Regions from separate parts of the Sus scrofa genome. Here region 1 is linked to region 2. Evidence: chromatin contacts called from public HiChIP or PLAC-seq data. All regions are on one chromosome and are shown on one strand. The core of a region is the stretch at or near the end of the contact, and the rest is flanking DNA. Distances in the headings are between cores, read along the strand shown.

The links. HiChIP or PLAC-seq counts read pairs in DNA pulled down with a chosen protein or histone mark.
Region 1: an H3K27ac HiChIP or PLAC-seq map of alveolar macrophages shows a contact between it and region 2. The contact joins two enhancer-like sites. A contact is called at or near these places in 1 of 47 Hi-C or Micro-C datasets (embryonic fibroblasts) and 1 of 2 datasets of contacts at active chromatin or transcription factors (alveolar macrophages).

What each region holds. Positions count from the first base shown.
Region 1 is chr6:34,711,225-34,715,690 of Sscrofa11.1, forward strand. HEATR3 (HEAT repeat-containing protein 3) reads right to left here. Exons shown (of 15, transcript XM_021094219.1): 14 at 3,110-3,286. Among named protein-coding and RNA genes, the nearest start is that of PAPD5, 44 kb to the left of the region's middle. Within about 2 kb of position 2,982, at least 13 of the 83 cell types and tissues checked have an H3K27ac peak or open chromatin away from gene starts, as enhancers often do. A contact at or near this core is called in alveolar macrophages and embryonic fibroblasts, where this site is marked.
Region 2 is chr6:34,513,173-34,517,546 of Sscrofa11.1, forward strand. BRD7 (bromodomain-containing protein 7) reads left to right here. Exons shown (of 16, transcript XM_021094214.1): 11 at 1,994-2,105; 12 at 3,372-3,428. Among named protein-coding and RNA genes, the nearest start is that of BRD7, 37 kb to the left of the region's middle. Within about 2 kb of position 2,224, at least 21 of the 83 cell types and tissues checked have an H3K27ac peak or open chromatin away from gene starts, as enhancers often do. A contact at or near this core is called in alveolar macrophages and embryonic fibroblasts, where this site is marked.

The DNA of each region.
Region 1 (4,466 bases), core at 1,732-4,231, 200 kb after region 2:
CGCTTCTGCAGAGCTTAATGACTCGGAACTGCATCTGCTTTCCCTACAGCTTCGGGAAAAGGGGCTATTTTCTCCTTACCACGCAGACTCCTTTTTCAGAAGTTTAAAGGGCCTGTGACCTTTAAGAACAATGTAGACACCCTTCGTGTACGGGTATGGAAATGTCCCTAGGAGACAGTGTTAATAAGGAAAAGCACATAAAGTGAAGGACTGTGAGTACATCATGGTACCTTTTGGATAATAAAGGAGGAAAATACTAATTACATTTGTCTTTGCTTAGAGAAACACCATTCAATCCGGTTACCTATGAGGTAAGGAACAGGTGCTTAAAAAATAAATACCAGGGGATGGAGACAGAGTGGGGGACATGGGATAAGGTGGCCAAACGGTACACACATGCAGTTACAGCTGACCCCTGAACAATGCAAGGGGTAGGGGCGTCAACTCCCCACCCTCTAGTCAAAAATCCAAGTATAGGGGAGTTTCCGTCGTGGCTCAGCAGTTAATGAATCCACGAGGACTCAGTTCAATCCCTGGCCTCACTCAGTGGGTTATGGATCCGGCATTGCTGTGAGCTGTGGTGTAGGTCGAAGATGCGGCTTAGATCTGGTGTAGGTGGGCAGTTCTAGCTCCCATTCAATCCCTAGCCTGGGAACCTCTATATGCTGTGGGTGTGGCCCTAAAAGTGGAAGAAAAAAAAAAAATCCAAGTATAAGCTTACTACTGGCCACAGATTCTACCAACTGTGGATCATGCAGTACTGTAGTATGCACCATTGAAGAAAATCCACATAGTTAAACGGATCTGGACAGTTCAAACCCATGTTGCTCAAGGATCAACCATATAAAAGAAATGGGTCCTGGGGATATAATGTATCACAAGGTGGCTGTAGCTAATAACACTGTGTTATATATTTGAAAGTTATTAAGAGAGTAGGTCTTAAAAGTTTCCATTACAAAAAAAAAAAAAAATTTGTAACTAAGCTCATTGCTGTAATCATTTTGCAATATATACATGTATCAAACCATTATGTTGTACACCTAAAACTAACACGATGTTATACATCAATTAAATATGAAACAAAACCAAACTGCAAAACCCCAGTCAAACAAAACTACAGCCTTAAACAATCATAAACAATCATAAACTGGTCAATTTTTCCCCCTGAAGACTAAAGTCACCTGGTGGTGAAGCTTAAGTCAGTAAATGTGTGTCAGACACTATCGCTTCATTTTTTAGCTTTTTTTTTTTCCTTTGCTTTTTCCACAATTTCCTTTAAGTTCTTTGGCTGTTATTTCTAATTACTGAAGAATTTCACATTTGGGTCCAATGGCTTTTTTTAAAATACATTCTATTTTCCATCATGTTCTATCCCAGGAGACTGGATAGAGTTCCCTGTGCCGTACAGTGGGACCTCATTGCTTATCGATTCTAAATGTAATAGTGTGTATTTAGTAACCCCAAACTCCCCATCCGTCCCATTCCCTCCTCCCTCCCCCTTGGAACCAAAAATCTGTTGTGTGAGTCAGTTTCTGTTCTGTAGATAGGTCCATATTTTCGATTCCACATATAAGTATCACTACATTTTTTTTTCTTTCTTATTTTTAGGGCCATCCCTGCAGCATATGGAAGTTCCTGGGCTAGGGGTTGAATCAGAGCTGCAGCCGCTGGCCATGGCCACAGCCACAGCCACAGAAATGGGGGGATCCAAGCCAGGTGTGTGACCTACACCACAGCTCACGGCAATACCGGAAACTTAACCCACTGAGTGAAGTCAAGGATCAAACCCTCGTCCTCATGGATGCTAGTCAAGTACGTTACCGCTGAGCCATGAAGGGAACTCCCTCACTACATTTTTAAATCTAAGATGCTAAACCATTAAAATGTTAAAAAAAAATGGGAGTTGTTCAGTGAGTTGAGGATCTGGCATTGCCGTGAGCTGTGGTGTAGGTCACAGATGTGACGTGGATCCCGAATTGCTGTGGCTATGGGTGTGGCATAGGCTGGTGGCTACAGCTCTGATTCAACCCCTAGCCTGGGAACCTCCATATGCAGTGGGTGCAGCCCTAAAAAGACCAAAAAAAAGAAAAGAATTAAATTCTGCTTTAGAAGCTTGTTAGAGAAAAGAAATACGTACTGGAAAACGACACCAGAAAAAGCTAATCTTTCATTAATGCCTCTCTTCCCTTGATAAAGATTTAAAAGCAAAGGTTAAATCTATAATGTAAAAGCCAAAAATACAATTTGTTTTTTTTTAAGGGCCACACTCGAGGCATACGGACGTTCCCAGGCTAGGGGTTGAAACGGAGCTATAGCTGCTGGCCGATGCCACAGCCACAGCAATGCCACAGCCAATCTGTGCCTGCGACCCATATACCACAGCTGACAGCAACGCTGGATCCTTAACCCACTGAGCGAGGCCAGGGATGGAACCTGCTTCCTCCTGGATGCTAGTCAGGTTTGGTTCCTCTGAGCCACCAAGGGAACGCCCAGAAATATTTTTATTTCTTAAAATGAAATGGAGATTTAGATAAGAGGAGAATGGTGAATGTGTGGACATGGGATGCAAGGCTAGGTTTTTCAATTTTCTGGTTGCTTTCTCCCAACGGCCAAAACAGATTTTCAAAATTATTTTTTTGATTCAAAGTCAGCTTTGATGCTTCTGATGAAACCAGCCATCCACCCATCAATCAACAAAAAAAGAGCAAATGAAAGTAGCTCCCATTCTCTATTACAGACCGACCTGGAGCCTGCCCTTCTTTCAGAGCACCAAAGAGAAATCTTCCTAACAATGAAATCGGTATATAAAGCTTTACATGATATAAAATAAATTGAACGTGACTATGAAAGTGCTTTGCAGGTTGGGCTGTAGCGCTTACACGCAGCATGACTAAACCACCGCAGAAAGGGGAACCTGTCGACACCGTTTTGGCTCAAGTCACAGTGATTCGACAGAAAGGACGACGGAGCGCTGACTCAGCCCACAGGCACGGACCCGGAACGGAGGCTGGAGTGTGATTGGAATCACTGGGGTTGCACGGAGGGAAGCACACACACCCTCCTCCCACAGAAGGCTGAGGCTCAGCCTTTCTCCACAAAACCTACCCACCTTCATTTTGAAGACCGGCTGGAAGTCTTTCAGAGCAGCTAACAATCTAATTTGAACGGAGGCCCTTTCAGCTTCTTTACCATCTGCAAAGACATCGAAGAGGGCATCCAAAGCCTCTCCTGCTACGACGAGGGAGGGATCCTTGGTGGCAACCTCCAGCAGAAAGCACCCGATGGTCTGGAGACAACAAAACAGAGGTACTGTCCGACATTCCAAGTCAGCATCCGAGAAATAAGTACTAGCTCCAAATGTGGCAACAACTCAGGCATAGTGTTTTATATAAAACTGCTAGGGAAAAATTCAAACTTTTAAAAGACGCAAGACTTAACACATATTTATAAAAATACCGAGTATAAGCAAGATGAAATTAAAATCTTAGAGTTCATATTCCGACATAAAATGAATTAAGATCCATAAATGATATATGAGAGACTGATATTGGAAATGATTAAAATTTCCCTCTGTCTCCATCAAAAAGGCTTTTCTTTTCTTTCTTTCTTCTTTTACTTTTTAGAGCTGCACCTGTGGCATATGGGGTCAAACTGGAGCTGCAGCTACTGGCCTACACCATGGCTCACCACAATGCCAGATCCTTAACCCACTGAGTGAGGCCAGGATCGAACCCATATCCTCATGGACACTAGTCAGGTGTTTAACCCGATGAGCCACAACAGGAACTCCCAAGATGTGTATTTTCACCATAGATTCTTTCCTAATTTCCTATATGTTTTGCTATGTGTATGCATCATTTTTTCAAAATAAATTTCTTAAAAACATCAGTCACATTGTTATCTTCTTAGCAAGAAGTACCTTAATCAGTTTATTATCCATTAATCAGTAATCCACACTTGAGCAATTATTATTAGCACAATGAAGGGTAATTTTACTCTTACTGTCCTGTGAGTTGCTCTGCTGCATCCCTAGCAGAGGCATTTCTGAGCAACTGTGCTGAGCTGAAGCGCTGGAAGCAAACATGCTGAGTGAGTTCCTAGTGTGTTGGCATCACCAGAGTTGCTGCTTACAGTTTACGGGGTGGTCTTAGGACCAACTGTCTGGTGCTATGCAGAATGCATTTCAGCCTGGGGTGCCGAGAAAACTGGCTGGACTGTTCCTTCATCAGTAGGAGAGTATAACAGACACACAGTTTACACCACAGCAAAGGCAGAGGCATCATTTTTTTTTTTTTCTTTCTTCAGGCTAGGGGTCAAATTGGGGCTACAGCTGCAGGCCTATGCCACAGCCACAGTAATGAGGGATCTGAGCTGCTTCTGCGACCTACACCACAGCTCATGGCAATGCTGGATTACTGATCCACCAAGCAAAGCCAGGAATCAAGTCCGCCACCTCATGGTCACTA
Region 2 (4,374 bases), core at 974-3,473:
ATTCTGAGTGCTACATTGTCCTAAAATAGAGATACATATAAGTAATCTATCAACACAGTTATTCAAATGGTAGAAAATGTGTCTAGCAGTTTTTTTAATTGACATTAATTAAATAGACCTGTAGTTATCATCATTCTTTAGTGGAAACTAAATACTTTAAAAAGAGAATGTATCTCCCTAGTATTTTCTGATGGTGGTATGTGCAGTACTTTAATTCTTGCAAAAATATCTTTAAAGATGCTATCTACCTCAGCTTGCTAAAGTTCAGGAGCTTGTTGCTTCACAATGTTGATGTGCCACTTGTTCTTCTGTAACATTTTTGTGTGGCAGTGAGTTGTTCCAAACTTGATCGGTTTGGGAAGCCGCAGCATATTTTCCCCAGGATCAGAGGGGGACATGGTTCGATTCCTAAGGCAGCCGTAACAATCGCAGCTGCACTCAGCCGTCCCTTATTCCATGTTTCTGTGGGAAGATCACTTTCCGTGTTGTGTAGGGTACTGAGTACTTTGCATCCCATCAACTTAATGAGATTTTGTCCTGGTTTACTGGGATTCTGGCTCGGGGTGGGACACTGAGCTTGGGTTATTCCTTCTTGGCATTGGAACCTTGTTAACTTCATTATGTGTAAGAATTTACTCCATAGATTAGCCAATCTCTTGGTCTTTCTGACAAAGAGGGGATTGTTCACTTTTATACATGTATGGTGGTGGTGGTGGCAGTGTTTTTACAGGGCAGAGGTCCTTAAGTCAGAGACTGACTCTGGTTTAAGATCAAGGTATTTGTATCCTTTAGACCTCTTCTCACCAGCTTGAACAAGTTCCTTCTGGATTATTCATACACGCATTCTACAAATAGGCATTGCATGTTCCTTATGTTCCAGGCAATTCTTCTAGATGCTGGGGGTTTCCACGGGGGAACAATGCTGTCATCAGATGATGACAGGGGTTTTGAAGAAAAGTAAAAACACAAAGGAAGATAGTGGCTAGGATTGAGAGAGGGGTGCAGCTTTAAATAGGATAGTCAGGGAAGGCTTTGCTAAGTGAACTTGGAGCAAAAACTAAAGAAGCAAACATAGCTGTCTTCCAAAAGAAGAGCGTTCTGGCCAGTGGAATAACTGTGCAAAGGCCCTGAGGTGGGAACCTGCCCTATACCTTTAAAGAACAAGAAGAGCGGTCAGGGGCAGAAAGAGTATAGGTAGATCTTTGCAAGGACTTGGAGTCTTATTCTAAGTGAAATGGGAAAATATTGGTGGATTTTGAGCAGGGTAGTTACTGAATCTGGCTTATCATTGTAAAAGGATCGCTGTGGCTGCGGTGTGGAAAACAGATTGCGGGTGGTAAGGGAGGAAACGGGAGCTGCTGTCAAGATCCAAGTGAGAAATGGACCGTGGAGGTGGCAGCTGAGGTGCTGAGAAAGGGCCAGTGGTCAGCCAGTCGGGTCTCTTGACTGGTCGAAATGGGGCATGAGAGTGAGAAGTCCAGGACTCCACGGTTTTAGACAGAGCCTAGAAAGATGACATTGCTGTTTACTGACAAGGGGAAGATTTTAGATTGAGCAACTCAATTTTGGACGTTTTGAGAAGCCCATTAGAGCTCCCCATGGAGCTGTCCAAAAAGTACAGTCCAAACCAGAGGTGTAACTTTGAGAGGTTTCAGTACACATGAGAGTCGTGAGTGACTGCAGTCGCCTGAGGGAGGCAGTGAAGGGAGGAGCAAAGAGCCCTGCTGACTGAGCCCGGGACCCCGTCCTCACCGAGGTCTTGTTTTTCCTTGAAGGTTTCCACAGGAGCATCTCCTTTTCACCGTGTTCTTGATATTGTTTAATTCCGTCCTGATCCCTGGTAAATACGTCAGTAGTGCTGTGCCTAGGTGGAAGGTGTCACACCGTGGTGTGTGAACCCAGGGTGTCTGGTGAAACAGCGGGCTGTAACAGGGAGATTACGCCAGTGGAGGTGATTTATGTGAAAGTGACTTTCCTAACACTCTTTTTTCAGCATCCATGAGTTTTTGGCCACATGCCAAGATTATCCATACGTTATGGCAGATAGTTTACTGGATGTTTTAACAAAAGGAGGACATTCTAGAACCCTGCAAGAGTCCGAGACGGTAAGAATGCTGCTCAAGAAACAGGGTGATTTGTCATTGGCTCTCAAGTGTTAGTCATCACTGTTATGAAACCATGGGATTAACCACTGTGACAGCTGGACTCCATTCCGCTGAAAAGACAGCCCAGCCCGGGTGGAGACCATGGGTGGAGGACAATGAACGGAAACGAGTAACTCGGCCACTAGGATCTGTGAGGCCAGAAGATTGTCATTATCGCCTCATCTTGAGAACGTAGGAATCAGAAATGGGGGTTATAACTCAAGAAGTCAGCTCATGTTATGTACCCTAACAAAAAAAGGAAGTCTTACTCACTTGAAACTGAGTCGACTAAAATGATAGGGAATGTCTTTTTCCTTATTATGCAGTAACAGCAGTGGCAGAGCCTTAAGTGAAAAAGTAAAAAGCTTTCTCACTGCTGTCTTTTATTAATACTTTAAACTATCTGGGATAATTCAGAGACTTGGCTCAAAGATTAGAACCAGAAAATGTTCCTTCTGGTATGGAGGAGAGTTCATCTCCAGAATGTCCTTGTCACTGTAATTAGATGAACCCTGTCTCCTCTGGGTCATAACTCTTCCTCGTGGCTCTGACTGTATTTGTCTTGTCCTCTGCCCTCACTGTACCTGTCATTTGGTTACCCGTCAGCAGAGCTGAGTCAGCACCTGAGGTTCAGTGAGAACTAAATATATATATATTTGCCACACCTGCAGCAAATGGAAGTTCCTGGGCCAGGGATCAAATCCGAGCCACAGCTATGACAGCGCCAGATCCTCAACCCACTGACCTTAACTCTCACTAAGCTGGGCTGGGGTTCAAACCCTCACTTCCACTGCAGTTGGATCCTTAACCCACTGTGTCACAGTTCGTTTTTTGTCCTTTTGTCTCTTCTAGGGCTGCATCCTCGGCATATGGAGGTTCCCAGGCTAGGGGTCCAATCGGAGCTGTAGCCTCCAGCCTATGCCAGAGCCACAGCAAAGCCAGACCCACAGCTCATGGCAACGCCGGATCCTTAACCCACTGAGCAAGGCCAGGGGGATCAAACCCGCAATCTCATGGTTCCTAGTCGGATTCGTTTCTGCTGCACCACGACAGGAACTCCTCACACAGTATTCTCAAAATGCAAATAATTATATCTAATTCATTTTTGTTTTAAAAATTATATTTTAATCATGTTCTTATTCCTTTTATCTTGCCATGAAATTCTTGATATTTTTCTATTTTCCTTGTATATATCTTTTAATAAAGTGTTTTTCTTTCTCCTTATAGTCATCACCTGAAGAGGAAGGCCAGCCTAGGACACTTGACACAGCAAAAGAAATGGAGGTGATTATATTTTTTTATTGTATTTTATTCTTTATTTCTTGTTTCATTGTTATTGTTTTTGGCCCATAGCATGCAGAACTTCACGGGCCGGGGATCAAACCCATTCCACAGCTATAACCAGAGCCACAGTAGTGACGATGCCAGATCCTTAACCTGCTGAGCCATAACAGAACTGCTGTATTTCATTCTTTATAAGAAATATTTAAATAGAGAATAAGCTAAAAAGCGTAAATGATAAAGCTTTTTTTTTTTTTCCCCCCATGTGGGGGTTCTCAGGCCACGGATCAAACCCTTACTACAGCAGTAACAACACTGGATCCTTAACCTGCTGAGGTTACCAGGGAACTCTGAAAGTTTTTATTTTAAAAGAAAAATATGAGTTCCTGTCGTGACTCAGGAGAAACAAATCTAACTAGTATCCATGAGGACACAGGTTCGATCCCTGGCTGTGCTCAGTGGGTTAAGGATCCAGCATTGCTGTAAGCTGTGGTGTGGGTCCCTCTGTTGCTGTGGCTGTGACGTAGGGCAGCAGCTACAGCTCTAATTGGACCCCTGGCCTGCGAACCTCCATATGCCGCAGGTGGGGCCCTAAAAAGCAAAAAAAAGAAAAAGAAAGAATCTTAAGAATGGGAAGGAAAGCTGGGCAAGAAGTTTATAGAGTAGAGTTGTAAGGCCCCGGCTGAAATGGCAGTCAGTATGCACTGATACCATTTTCTGCACCACACACTTTTAGCTCATATGTACACAGAGAAATTGGGTGATCAGACTGTTTGAGCTCGGAGTGCATACCGCAGTTGAAACAGAACCCTTAACTTTTGGTTACTTGTTATCAGGATTGATCTCTTCCTACAAAGCAGCGTTGGGGTTATGGAAACTCTGGGTCTTGTGATTCCAAAAATAAAACACTCTTTTTAGGATTTTGTTTCTTGCTTGCAATTCTGACAGT